Linked DNA regions of Mus musculus: region 1 is linked to region 2. The links are chromatin contacts, called in public HiChIP or PLAC-seq maps. All regions are on one chromosome and are shown on one strand. Each heading gives the region's core, a stretch centred on a gene start, on an enhancer-like site or on the middle of the called end of the contact. The rest is flanking DNA. Distances are from core to core; before and after follow the strand shown.

Region 1 (6,462 bases), core at 2,014-4,513, 330 kb after region 2:
GAACAAAGGCAACCAATGCAGAGTCAGGACACTCAAAGGGTCATATAAAATCAGGCAAGCAACATATCCTTCGAGCTACCAGTCTTTAACTAATAGATTAGCATCTGCCTGCTGGAGTAGAAGAGTTCTATGGGCTGGTGCTGGCGGTGCACGTCTTTAATCCCAGCCATCAGGAGGCAGAAGCAAGGGAATCTCTCGAGTTCAAGGCCAGCCTGGTCTACAAAGCAACTTCCAGGACAGCCAGAGCTACATGGTGAGACCCTGTCTCAAAAACAAACAACAACAGAGACAGAGAGATCGAAACTGATATTGATCTATAGAATTCACCTGCTCTATGAGCTAGGGTCTTCCGAAGTAAGGCCACCCTGCAAACAGACTATGATTTACAGAGAATGGAGTCCAGAGGGAAAAGCTCACCCACACTAAAAGGAAAGGAGCAACAGATTCACCTCTTCCAGGTAAGACTGGCATGGAATCTGCGGCTGTTCAACCTAGAAGGCTGGGTTTGTATGTCAGAAAGGCCACACCAGACTTTGTGAAAGTTTCAACTGAGAGCCGAAAGTGGAAGTGCTGCTGGGCTGTGGCTGGAGACGGCTCAGTGGTGAAGAGCACTGGGTGCTCTTCTAGAGGGCTTGGTTCTCAGCACCCAAATGAGAGCTCACAACCATGTGTAACCCCAGTTCCAAGGAATGCACATCCTCTTCTGACTTCAGTGGCACACACAATTTAAAAAAGAAAGAAAAAGCTGTTGCTGGGAGCTTTCCCAGCCTGGGCCTTAAAGGAGGAATGGCTCAGGTGGGAGTCACGGCTCAGTGAGTCTGACAGCTTCTGATCTCTGCAGGTGGCAGGCACACATGTGGTATTCATACATACATGTGAGTGCTCGAGCCAGCCCAGTCTCAATAGATAAATCAGTAAGATACAACAAAAGAGGAAAAGGCATCGAGTATCAGAACTAAGTGGAAGAGGGGGCCTCTTCCTTCCTCAGCTGTGCTTGCATGCAGTCTCACCTTGATGATCTCCCCACTGGAGGCAATTAAATCCGTTGGAATGCTCACTCGAAATGAGCGCCCGACAACAGCCGTACCGTCTGGAATGCCAACCACGGTGGGAACAGCCTCCTGGAAGTCGGAGAGAACTGAGTGCATGGACGCCTCAAGCTGGTTCTTCCAGTCCCTCACAGCCTCTGAGGGTTCACTGGGCCAGTGGGCCTGAGCCACAGCCACAGACAGGAGGAGGAGAAAGGTCTGTCCCCAGAGGGGGTGCAGTAGCCAGTTGTCCACAGACATCCTCACCCAGGCTAGTGTTTGTTCAAGCCACCAGTTGCTAAGGAAGAAAGCAAATGATGTGGTCCCAGGGTTGGATCCTCACCCTCTGCACAGCTGTTCCATCCTAGAGCACCCAGAGCCTACAAGAGAAGAACAGATTCAAACATTCAAACCATGTTGGCGGCTTTGAGACTGTACACTTCCCCAGTGTTCTGCCAAGACATTCTGCCCTAACTAGAGCCTCTTACTCCTGTGTCCTTCAGCAGCTACTTAGCGATGGAAACTGATGGAAACTGATTGGTCTAGTAAGTGTAAAATAACACTGAAGTTTGAAATTTTATATAAAAACAAAACGTAAAATACCTCATTAGTAATTTAAAGGGAAGGCTGAAGAGATGGCTTAGTGGTTAAGAGCACTTGCTGCTCTTCCAGAGGACCCAGGTTCAATTCTCAGCACCCACATGGTGGCTCACAACTGTCTGTAACTCCAGTTCCAGGGAATCTGACCCCCTCACACAGACATGCATATAAGCAAAACCAGTGCATATAAAATAAGTGAATATATCATCGAAAAGTAACTTAAAGGGATAATACATATTGAAACTATAGCGTATTAAATCACTCACATTACTAAATGAACAAAAAAATTCTGTAAAATACAAATAGGTGGAATTAAGTCCAACTGTTTGTTTTGTTGTGAGAGGGAACTCTAAATGAATGACATTAGCTGACATTCTGCCTCTAAGCAGCCCGCCCCTAGAGGAATGCTAGAGACCTTTCTGAGCCACATTCCCAGCCCAGTAAAGCTACAAACACACGCCTAAAACACCACACTCAACTTCTCCTTTTCTTTCTTTCTTTTTTCCTTTTATCTTTATTAATTTTATTTTATTTTAGGTTTTTGAGACAGGGTCTCCCTATGTAGCCCTGGTTGCCCTAGAACCCATTCTGTAAACCAGGCCAGCCTAGCACTCACCTGTTTCTGCCTCCAGAGTGCTGAGATCTAAGGAGTACGCCAGCACACCCAGCTGAGTTATTTTCTATGTATGAATGGTTTGCCTGCATGTATGTGCACCACGTGTATGCCTGTGTCCTCAAAGGTCAGAAAACGTTTCAGATCCCCTGGAGCCGTACTTATGGATAATTTTAAGCTGCCATATGAGTGACAGGAATTGAACCCAGGTCATTTGCAAGAGCTACAAATAAATGCTTTAAATCACTAAGCCATCTCTCTAGACTCTCCAAATTTTCTTAGATCAATCATAAAAATATGGAAGAATGATAACGTTGACAAATCTGCATACTCAGGTATGTATGACATTAGCGTGTTTTCTACTGAATCATGTGATATGAAATAAATCTTAAGCAGGGTGTGGTGGCACACACTTGGGCCTGTAAATCCTAGCACTCAGGAGGCAGAAGGAAAAGGAAGGAGAACGACCAGCAGATTAGCCAGGGCTCTACAGCAAGACTCTGTCTCAAAGAACAAAGCAAGGGCCAGCGAGATGCCGCTGAGTAAAGATTCACACCACCAAGCCTAATAACCTGAGTTCAATCGCTAGAACCCATATGGCAGGAGAGAGAAGAAAGAACTGGTTCCCACAGTTGTCCTACTGTACACACGCACACGCGCACGCACACGCACACACACAAGGGGGGGTAGTATGGGCATTAATTACTTAATTGCAAAACATGGTGACACAGGCCTGGAATCCTAGCCCTGGGAAGTGAAGCCAGGAGGACCAGAAATACAAGTATCCTGGACTCTATAGGGAGTTGGAGACCAGTTTTATAACTTTTGGATTTGAATTCTGTTCCCATGAGTGTTGGGGAAATTTTGAAATGGTAACTAAAACCCAAACTCCCATCGGTATCTGGAGACTCTGCCCTATTTATTCCACTACTTGTCTGTTCCCCACTCTCCCTCCCTAGCCTGCCCAGCTGCTGGGCTGAGTGTGGTTCAGCAGTGAAGTTCCTGTCGAGCATGTGGAAAGCCTGTGCTCAACTCCTGGAAGCACGGAAGGGGTACATTTCAGTACTAGGCGTTCACCTAATGGATGCACAGGAGGGTGTGGGCCTTTTCATTTTTACTACTTTTTTTTTCTAATATAGTTCATTTACTTTTCCATCTAATCTACTAGGTCCAGTAGATCTTTTACTTCCCCAGCCTGACTCTCAATTTTAAATCTTAGCTTATTTGGAAACAGCACTAGTTATAAGACAAACCCTACCCCACTAAAAGCATGAGCTTAGTCCTACTATCTGTGGTCACATGTCACATGGGGTGTCTGTTTCACAGGCATGACTAACAGCTCTGCATTTAGCAGTCAGGCAATGTCCAGGGCACAACTCCAACTACTATGTGCTGGTTTTCCATGCTCTGGGGAGAAAAGACAGTTTCTGCTACTTGGCTAAAAGCAGCCCGAATATCTTTCTGATGCTGGCTTTCTATAAGCAAGAATCATGCCTGCTTATGCTAGAAGCCTTGTAAATTATATCTACATGCCTATATTAAGCTGTCCCTCTGGGACAAATTTTAATTTTTATGATTTCTTTACTGGGGAGAGGGTGCATGTCACAGCAGGCATACTGAAGTCAAAGGATAACTTTTGGGGTCTCCTTTTATCACATGGATCTTAGGATTCATAATTCATCAGGATTGGCACCAAGTGCCTTTACCCATTAAGCCATCTGACTAGCTCTGGAAAATTTTTGTACAAGTCTCAAATGCTCACTCTTGGTCACCAGAGTGACCTTCTGGCAGGGATCAAAACCCAAAGAACAGTACAAATTCAATCACTGCTGTATAAAGCTGGGTGGCTACAATCTGTTAGGAGAAAGGGCACAGTGCTCCTGACGAGGCACACACAGTTAACACTTCATATACATGTACACCTTCTGTGACACCAGGACTCATGGCGGATCCTCTGAATGGATCGCACCTGCCCTCACTCACTGCTGTCAGAGCTCTCCTGAGAGATGAGCAGTGTGGTGCCGACAGGGATGCAGGGCAGTGCACACAAATCTGCGCTCCCAGGGATGCCCTATGCCAGCAAAATACAATTGCATCAAAACAGGCCCTCTTGGAGCTTAACAAACACCTTGGCTCTCTGAACAACATGTCTAGTGGCCCTGGTACACAGGGTAAAAGATAAGTTTGTCTGACAGCAGCCTTAGACACTCTCTATCCCCATAGACCAGAGAAACTTGGAAGGTATTAGAAGAGCTGAAGAAGCCAAATAAATATGGGTGACACAGGCCTAAAATCTTAGCAGCAGAGAAGCTAAGACATGAGGATTTCAAACTTCATCTCTCAGGAGAGCTCTGACAGCAGTGAGTGAGGGCAAGTGCGGTCCATTCAGAGGATCGGCCATGAGTCCTGGTGTCACAGAAGGTGTACATGTATATGAAGTGTTAACTGTGTGTGCCTCGTCAGGAGCACTGTGCCCTTTCTCCTAACAGATTGTAGCCACCCAGCTTGGGCAACCTAGCAAATTCAAGGCCAGGAGGGTTACAACAGGGAGACTTTGCACCCCAAAATGTTTAACTAATTAAATGTGTTAGAGGTTTGGATGGGTGGTACACACCTAAATTCCACTACTCACATGGCCAGATTGGACTACAAAAAAGTGTTGGTGCCTACAGAACCTGGAAAAGACTGAGCCTTCTTTCTCTGACAGCAGTGTAGGAGCAGCCTCTCAGGCTGCTCAGGACTTCCCTGAGAGCTGGGAGACTCCCCCACCTCACTGCTGAGCCAAGCATACAGTAAGCATCTAACAGCCACATCTTCGCCTGAAGGTAGAAGAGTATTTGAAGACAAGACTTCCACCAAGCTCTTGGGAAGTCTGCAGTAATCTATCAGATAGATGCCTTTAATCTAAAAATGGAAGTCTCAAATGGGCAGAAGCAAAGTGACATTTCATAAGTACCTAAAAGGTAACCCAAAATATCAAAAGTTGCCTTGGAAGTAGAAATTATACATCAGCCATTTGATACATGGGGACTCAAAATCACTATGCTGTGTCTGGCAAGGACTCCAGTCAGCTGAGGCAGAATGAATGCAGCAGGAAAGGGGCCTTCTAACCTTTCCTATCACCTATACAGAGCCCTACTTAGACATAACTGAAGCATGTCACCTGCTGGGAGGGACAAGTAGGTGCCAGTGTGGCACCAAGCCCTTATGACCCTATTATGTTCAGAAAGCTTGAGTTCCTGAGAAGGAGAGAGTCTTATTCCCACAGACCTGGGCCCTGGGACAAAGGCAGCTCTGGACCACTCTGGTGCCTCCCCACATGTAATGTGTGCCTGTGCTCCTGGGGGACTCAGTTAGTGCTTCACTCAGTGAGTTCAAAAATTAAATGCACATATGATATATTCAGTCCACAATAACCAAAACTCCAGGAATAAAACTTTTACCTATCTTAACCTAAAAACTCTTTAAAGAGCAGCTATAAGTTTTCACTCTCTAAGAATAAAGGAAAAGTTGTGAGATTCAACTCCTTGTTAACCACACTCTACTTACTTCACACACTGCTAGAATGGAGGGGAACACTCACCAGCTCTGCTACCTTAAAGCCTTACTGACACTGTCAGACATCTACTGTTCACTCTTGTAATTAAAACATTTAAGGAAAATGAGATTTTCCTCTTAAAACACAATTAAAATAATGAAGTCCTATGTCTCTGTTTTAAATGGTCTTGGGAAAATTAAAAAGAAATTTTAATTAAAACAATCACTTTAGGGTACACCTAACAAAAAGGCTTTTTTAGTCCACATACACAAAAGTTATAATTCAATACTGTGAGTTCAATATTAACACAAAACCTCTGTAAAGTTAACCAGTTTAAAGCAGTTCAATCTAAAGGGCAAACAGGGTATCTAAACACAACGAAACCCAATGCTGTGAAATTTATTTGGACTCCAAATATGAAAAAGACAAGCGGACTTTCTGCTTCCAGTCTTTAAAAGGTCTTTTGTACTCTGTAACACAGATAAAGAAAGCTGCTGGTGAGAATTTCAAGTCTCACCTAAGAACTGTTCTTCACTCTGGAAGCACCAGGGTTTCTCTGCCATGGAGACCTGGCATGATATTGGTAAGAGATGATTTCAAGCCATGGGGAGGAACAACCAGGCCCAGTCAGTCAAAAGCAGCCAGGGCCACATAAACAGACTTAAGGGTAAAAATCTGTGGGA
Region 2 (6,176 bases), core at 3,094-5,593:
CCGCAGCCAGAGCAAGTAGGCAAGGTGCCCATCCTTGGGTAGTATGGTCTAACTATTTTTGATAAGTATGTAATGGGTGCAAAGGAAAGTCCTAATTGGTGACCCAAGACCCCAAGGGCATATCCCTCCTTGCTTATAATTTAGAGAAATAAGGTAAGAGTTAGATCTGGAGGGTCTAGATCTATGGCTTGCAAGTGGGCCTGTTGAAGCTTATAAAAAAGCCTGGAAATGGGTGCAAGGAGGGGACTGTAACCAAGGGACACTTTGTACAGGGAGTGGGCAAGAAGTGAGAAAGAACGGATCTTAAAGCATAAGAAACCAGACCTCCATAGAAAGGCTAGAATCCATCCTTGGTGGGTGAGACTGAGAGTGACTGGAGTAGACGTTTTCTGTCTAGAGCAGTGGCTTTGTGAGCTGGAGTCATAGCCCCAGGTAAGCAACCTGAGGGGCAGACAGCTGGGCCTTAGAGAGCGAGACCCTACATCCCTGGCCAGACAGGAAGTTTAGGGGAGTAGAGATGTCAGCTTGGCTAATTTGTAGGGATGGAACAGAGAAGAAAATCATCTATGTAGTGTATAAGTTCAGACTTCGGACAAAGAGTGTGAAGCAGAGGGCAAAGCCTGGCCAAATTAATGTGGGCTGTCCCTGAACCCCTGGGGCAGAAGTGTGTCTAGGTCAATCCAAAGTAAAGGCAGAGATATTCTGTGACTGTGAGTGAAAAGGAATGGAAAAGAAGGCATGCGCTATGATGCACTATAAAAGGACCAGGAGAGTAAAGTTGCCCAGCTCCTCGAGGACTGTATAATATGATTTAAAGCTTTATTTTGATACTAAAAAAGTTTCAGTTCAGAAAGTGTTATTTTTTTTAAGGTTCAAACTTAACAGAGATAATGCTGCAAATCCTAATCTTATAAAAGCTACTAACTTATTTTAAACTGTTAAAAAAAATAACAGTTTTAGCCAGGCAGTGGTGGTGCACGCCTTTAATCCCAGCACTTGGGAGGCAGAGGCAGATGGATTTCGAGGCAGCCTGGTCTACAAAGTGAGTTCCAGGACTGCCAGGGCTACACAGAGAAACCCTGTCTTGAAAAAAATAATAAAATAAAAATAACAGTTTTTTTTTATTGGGAGTGGGAGTCCCCAGCACTCTGGACTTCTGCAGAATAAAACACACTTTGCTTTTACATAACAAAAAATAATTAAGACGTGCAAGTTAATGATCGGTCACCTTATAAAGACCAACTTCTTTTGGGGGGGTTGTTTGTTTGTTTGTTTGTTTTTTGAGACAGGGTTTCTCTGTATAGCCCTGACTGTCCTGGAACTCACTGATCCACCTGCCTCTGCCTCCCGAGTGCTGGAATTAAAGGCGTGCGTTACCACTGCCTGGCTAAAATGCTGACTTTGATTTGCTCTTTTTCTTTTTTGTTCAGAGTCTCCGTGAGAATCCTACATAGGCCTGGCACTCACGCCCTCCTTGCCTTCTGCATACTGCACTTATAGGTGTGCTCTCCAACCCTATCAATTCTGAACTTTATGATGACTTAAGGTGAGATTCGTGGGTGAGGCAGGAAGCCTGAAAATTCAATGCCTGCCCTGGCTACAAGTGAGTTCAAGGGCAGACTGAGTAACCTACTGACAACAGGTCTCCAAAAGAGATGGTTCTCCTTGGCCTGTACTATACAGAGTGATGTTATTGGTATATTTTAAGGTAAACTATTGCAATCTAATGCCCTCTTTTTTTTTTTTTTTTTTTTGCCTTTTTTCTTTTTGAGAAAAGACTTCATTCTACAGCTCTGATTGGCCTGGAACTCCCTTTGTAAAAAGGCTAGCCTGGGACTGACAGACACCCACCTGCTTGTGTACAGAAGGAAAAAAAATCCCACCTATTGCAGTGGTACACCTGTAATCAACACTTTTGGAGGTAGAAACAGGAGGAAAAGGAGTGCAGGCCAACATTGGCTACAGGAAACCTGTCCTCAAACAAACAGATGTAGCTATAGTGGCTTGCTTCTATAGTGCCTAAGCACACACCTTAGAGATGCATGCTCACCAGCTTATCCCAGTAAATAAAGACTCTGTCATGTCTGATGGGGATTTTGTTCTTGGGAGCAAGAATGAGGACTGGGGGAAAGAACTGCTTAATCTGTAGAGTGCTCATGGGTAAAGTGCTTGTTTTTTTGTTTTGTTTTTGTTTTTGTTTTTTTAGGTTTTTCGAGACAGGGTTTCTCTGTGTAGCCCTGGCTGTCCTGGAACTCACTCTGTAGACCAGGCTGGCCTCGAACTCAGAAGTCCGCCTGCCTCTGCCTCCCAAGTGCTAGGATTAAAGGCATGCACCACCACGCCCGGCTAAGTGCTTGTTATACAAGCATGAGCAGTACCTAGGGAGATGCCAAACACAGAGGTGGGAATCTCTAACCTCAGTGTTGGGGCTACAGAGACAGGTGGATCTCTGGAGCTTGCTGGCCAAGGCAGTCTAGTCAACCAGTGAACTCCAGGCTCCATGAGACCTAAAAGTGGGACAATGTCAAGGAAGTTTTAGTTTCCTTCTGCTGCTGTGCTAGAACATTCTGACCAAAGGCAACTGAGGGGAGGAGAGGACTGATTTCAGCTCACAGGCCACAGTTGATCCTTAAGGAAACTCAGCACAGGAACTTTTGAAGCAGAAACCAGGAAGGAACCCATGTTGCTTGCTGGCTCACTCAAGCTGAGTAGCCCAGGACCACCTGCCCAGGGAATAACACTAATTGCAATGAGCTGGGCACTCCTGCATCAATTAACAACTGAAACAATTCCCCACAGACACTGTGTCAAGTTGAGAACTGAAGCTGATTAGAACAACACCCAACGTAAGATGTGCACACACACCCCTGCACATATTCCCATACATATTTGCACATACATGAACACAGAACATACATATGCACACAAAAGAAGACCTCGAACTCAGAAATCTGCCTGCCTCTGCCTCCCAAGTGCTGGGATTAAAGGGGTGAGCCATCACCGCCCTGCTCAAAAATTCTTACTTTAGACTCGTATAGTGAAATAATATGAAATGAAGTATATAGGGAAAACTTGTATAAATTATATTTGCTTCAAGGTAGGAACCTGGAAGCCAGAGCAAGCAAAGAGAGGAAATCCTGAAAGACCTATGGAGACTTGGAGAAGTTCCACTCCCCTTCTCAGTCTCCACTGCAAAGGAACGAACTCCCTCTCACATGGGACGCTTCCCTTACCCAGCATTTAAGGGTCTGGTAACCCTGTGGAAACTATCTCCAGGAAAAGGTCACAGGTTGTCATCATGTCAGTCACACATATGCCAGTATTATGGAGCCAGATTTCAAATTTGCATGGGAGAGAGGGAGGGAGGGAGAGAGAGAGAGAAAGAGAGAGAGAGAGCACACATATGCCAGTATTATGGAGCCAGATTTCAAATTCGCATGGGAGAGAGGGAGGGAGGGAGGGAGAGAGAGAGAGAGAGAGAGAGAGAGAGAGAGAGAGAGAGAGAAGAGAAGAGAGAGAAGAGAGAGATCCCCAACTTCTCCGACCTCCTTAGGGAGCCTGTCAAACTGCAAGGAAAAGTCAGAGGTTTTTGACTTTGTCCTTTATCTCAGAACTATTGGGATGACTAACCATGAAGCTTGAAAAGTAAGCAAATTGCTTCAGATAAAATATAAGTAATACTAGCCATTCCCTAATTTTGCTTCTTCAAACTATTCACCAGAAATAAGGGCTGCTGGGAAAACTTGTTTTCCTGTTTTTATTACTTTGTGTCTAGGAAATTATAAGCAGTGGTTCCTTGCCCTTAGAAATCACCCAGGAGCTTTTTCAAACAACTCCGATGCCTCGTACCTCACATTCATCCCATTAAGTAAAAATCTATAGGATAGTGTCCAGGCATTAATGTTTTTTTAAAAGCTCCCCGGGTCAGTTTATGTGAATTGTTGAGAATTGTGCTTTCTATTGCCTTAAAATAATATACTGTGACCAGACTTAAGGTCTTTTTAAGCAACAATTTTTGAGTCTTTTCAACACGTCCGCGTCTTGTACAGTCTATGTGGTTGTGCTCACTAGTGGCATTTATCCAGCTCCCTAAACTTATCATCTTTCCATGATCGGTGGGGAAATACTGACGTTCGTTCTGGTCCCTTAAAGTAAACATCTAGTGGGTGTTTGGGGGGAAGGGTAGAGGACCCGCCTCTAAGACACGGAAGAAGGCGGTGCCAGGTGAGGCAACCCGGGTCCTAGGTCAGACCCCGCCTCTGGCATCGCCAGGCTCGGGAGCCCGGAACCGCTCCCGCAGCTTTAAGGCTGCGGAGAGTTACGGACTACATTTCCCACAATGCACACAGGGGCGGGCTGGGGCTGGCCAAGAGGCTGGAACCGGGCCTCCGCCACCAGAGGCCGGTGAAAGCTGTCTTCCTGCGCCGGTGGCCGGTTAAGGGTCGGCAGGAGAGATCGGTTCCTCCGCTGTGGCCATGTCTGTATCCTCCAGGGGCGGTAGCCCCGCGAAGTTGCACTCTGAGGCCAGGCACTGCTGGACACTTATATCTCCCCAGGGGTCTGGCAGAGGGCAGTGACTGGTACCCTCGGTAGGTCCTGTGTTTCCCCAAGAAACAGGTGAGTTCGACTGCTAACCCACGTGGCCTGGGGGCGGCGAGAGGCGGGCAAGCTGTCATCTTTAGAGGGAGGGGCTTGAAAACTAGGGGGGGGGGGTGTCCCGGCCATCTACTGCCCCGATAGGGGTACTGCGGCTCTTTGGGGTCCTTTAGCCGGCTGGTCCCAGCTAGGCACTAAGAAAGATGAGGCGAGAACTCATCCTTTGGCCGGGAGAGCAATGTCCCATAGGCAGCAGACACCAACCCCCAATTCGGACATATTCGGCCCACAGAGTTCTCTTTAAAAGGAGGATGGTGGAGCGAGGCAGGCAGGTCTGAAAGGGTGAGCCAACCCTTTCTAGGTAGAGTTTGCTTGGGAACTGTGAGCAGCCTTTGTCAGGAAGGGGAGTGGCCTCTAGAGGTGACAAGGAACTAGGCTCATTGTAGATCCTGGAGGCATCCTGCTGAAGCAGCCACATCACAGTCCCAATTGAGCCCTGACTGTCAGACTTTCTGAGTCGTCCTCCCAAGTGGACCAAAGGGGTCAAGATCAAATTTGAAGCGCTGTTAGAACAGGAAAAAAGATCAAGGTTGTTTGAAGCTAGTAAGGAGGGGCTTTTGCAAGACCCTCCTCTCTCAGGAGCAATCTGAAGGAGGGAGGCGCATTGGAAGGAGGGACAGCATCAGCTTTTTGTTTGTTTGTTTGTTTTTGTTCTTGGTGATTTTGTTCATAGGCTCTGCTAGAGGCTTCTAGGAAAAGTTGCATGCCCTGGGAGCACTTAGAGGAACTGCCTAAAAAGTGTTCCTGTAGAGACCACTGGAGCTGTTCTCAGACACCTCCCTTGCATAACGGCTCAGGACCAGCTTTTCCAGGAGCACTTGCTGCAGAAATCAAAGTCTATTGGAGGTGGGAGGTGGGCTTTATCTGCTCCACTCAGCCTTCTTGCCTGAGTGTGTGGGTATCCAGAAAACGGTTCGCTTCACCAGGCCTTCTGGTTGGAACCCCAGACTGACCTTGGAGAGGATAAAAATGCTATATGATCTCACATAGAAGGAGAACTTTTGTGGAAAAAAAAAAAAAAAAAAGCACCGGCTAGCTCTAGACAGCTGGCCCTGCTCCGTTCCCTGTGCAGGTCCTATGCTGGGGACACTCAGGAACACTGGATTTATTTAACCCTCAGAAGCACAAAAAGTGTCCTGAAGGAGCATGTTGTCAGGACGGCATAGCTGGTGTAGAACTTGTTTGGAGTTTGAAGGCAGAAGTACAAAGCCACAGAGAGGGCATTGTGCAGACCTAGGAGGTAGATAAATTTGGGAGAGATAGCTAGAAGCAGCTGAGAACTGGCAACCTGGCTCTGCAACTGCAGAGAAGGTAAGAACAGCTTGCTTGATACCGGGGAGGCTGAGGCCCGTGGCTCTTTGACCTGATGTCCTGGGGCAGGGGAGAGGGGGTCAGAAGGAGGGGTCCCTCAAACTAGAGCTCATGCTTCCTGAGGTCAGAAGTATGTTTGATCAGGTCATTCCTCAGGCCCTGGCTGACTGAGAAATCTTCTAAAGGATTGATTGGCAGGACAGAGACCA

What was found. HiChIP or PLAC-seq counts read pairs in DNA pulled down with a chosen protein or histone mark.
Region 1: a contact with region 2 is called in an H3K4me3 HiChIP or PLAC-seq map of bone marrow-derived macrophages, with 2.8 times the contacts expected there. The contact joins the enhancer-like site here to the promoter of Mon1a in region 2. A contact is called at or near these places in 2 of 39 promoter capture datasets (the C10 cell line and hippocampal neurons), 1 of 484 Hi-C or Micro-C datasets (3T3-L1-derived adipocytes), 3 of 115 datasets of contacts at active chromatin or transcription factors (bone marrow-derived macrophages, embryonic limb bud and large pre-B cells) and 1 of 9 other capture datasets (macrophages).

Annotation. Positions count from the first base shown.
Region 1 is chr9:108,217,003-108,223,464 of GRCm38.p6, forward strand. It overlaps Dag1 (dystroglycan 1), which reads right to left. Exons shown (of 4, transcript NM_001276482.1): 3 at 1,011-1,408. The coding sequence starts at 1,289. Among named protein-coding and RNA genes, the nearest start is that of Bsn, 30 kb to the left of the region's middle. Within about 2 kb of position 3,264, at least 82 of the 459 cell types and tissues checked have an H3K27ac peak or open chromatin away from gene starts, as enhancers often do. A contact at or near this core is called in 3T3-L1-derived adipocytes and bone marrow-derived macrophages, where this site is marked.
Region 2 is chr9:107,883,786-107,889,961 of GRCm38.p6, forward strand. Mon1a (MON1 homolog A, secretory traffciking associated) reads left to right here and starts at 4,344. Exons shown (of 6, transcript NM_028369.3): 1 at 4,344-4,617.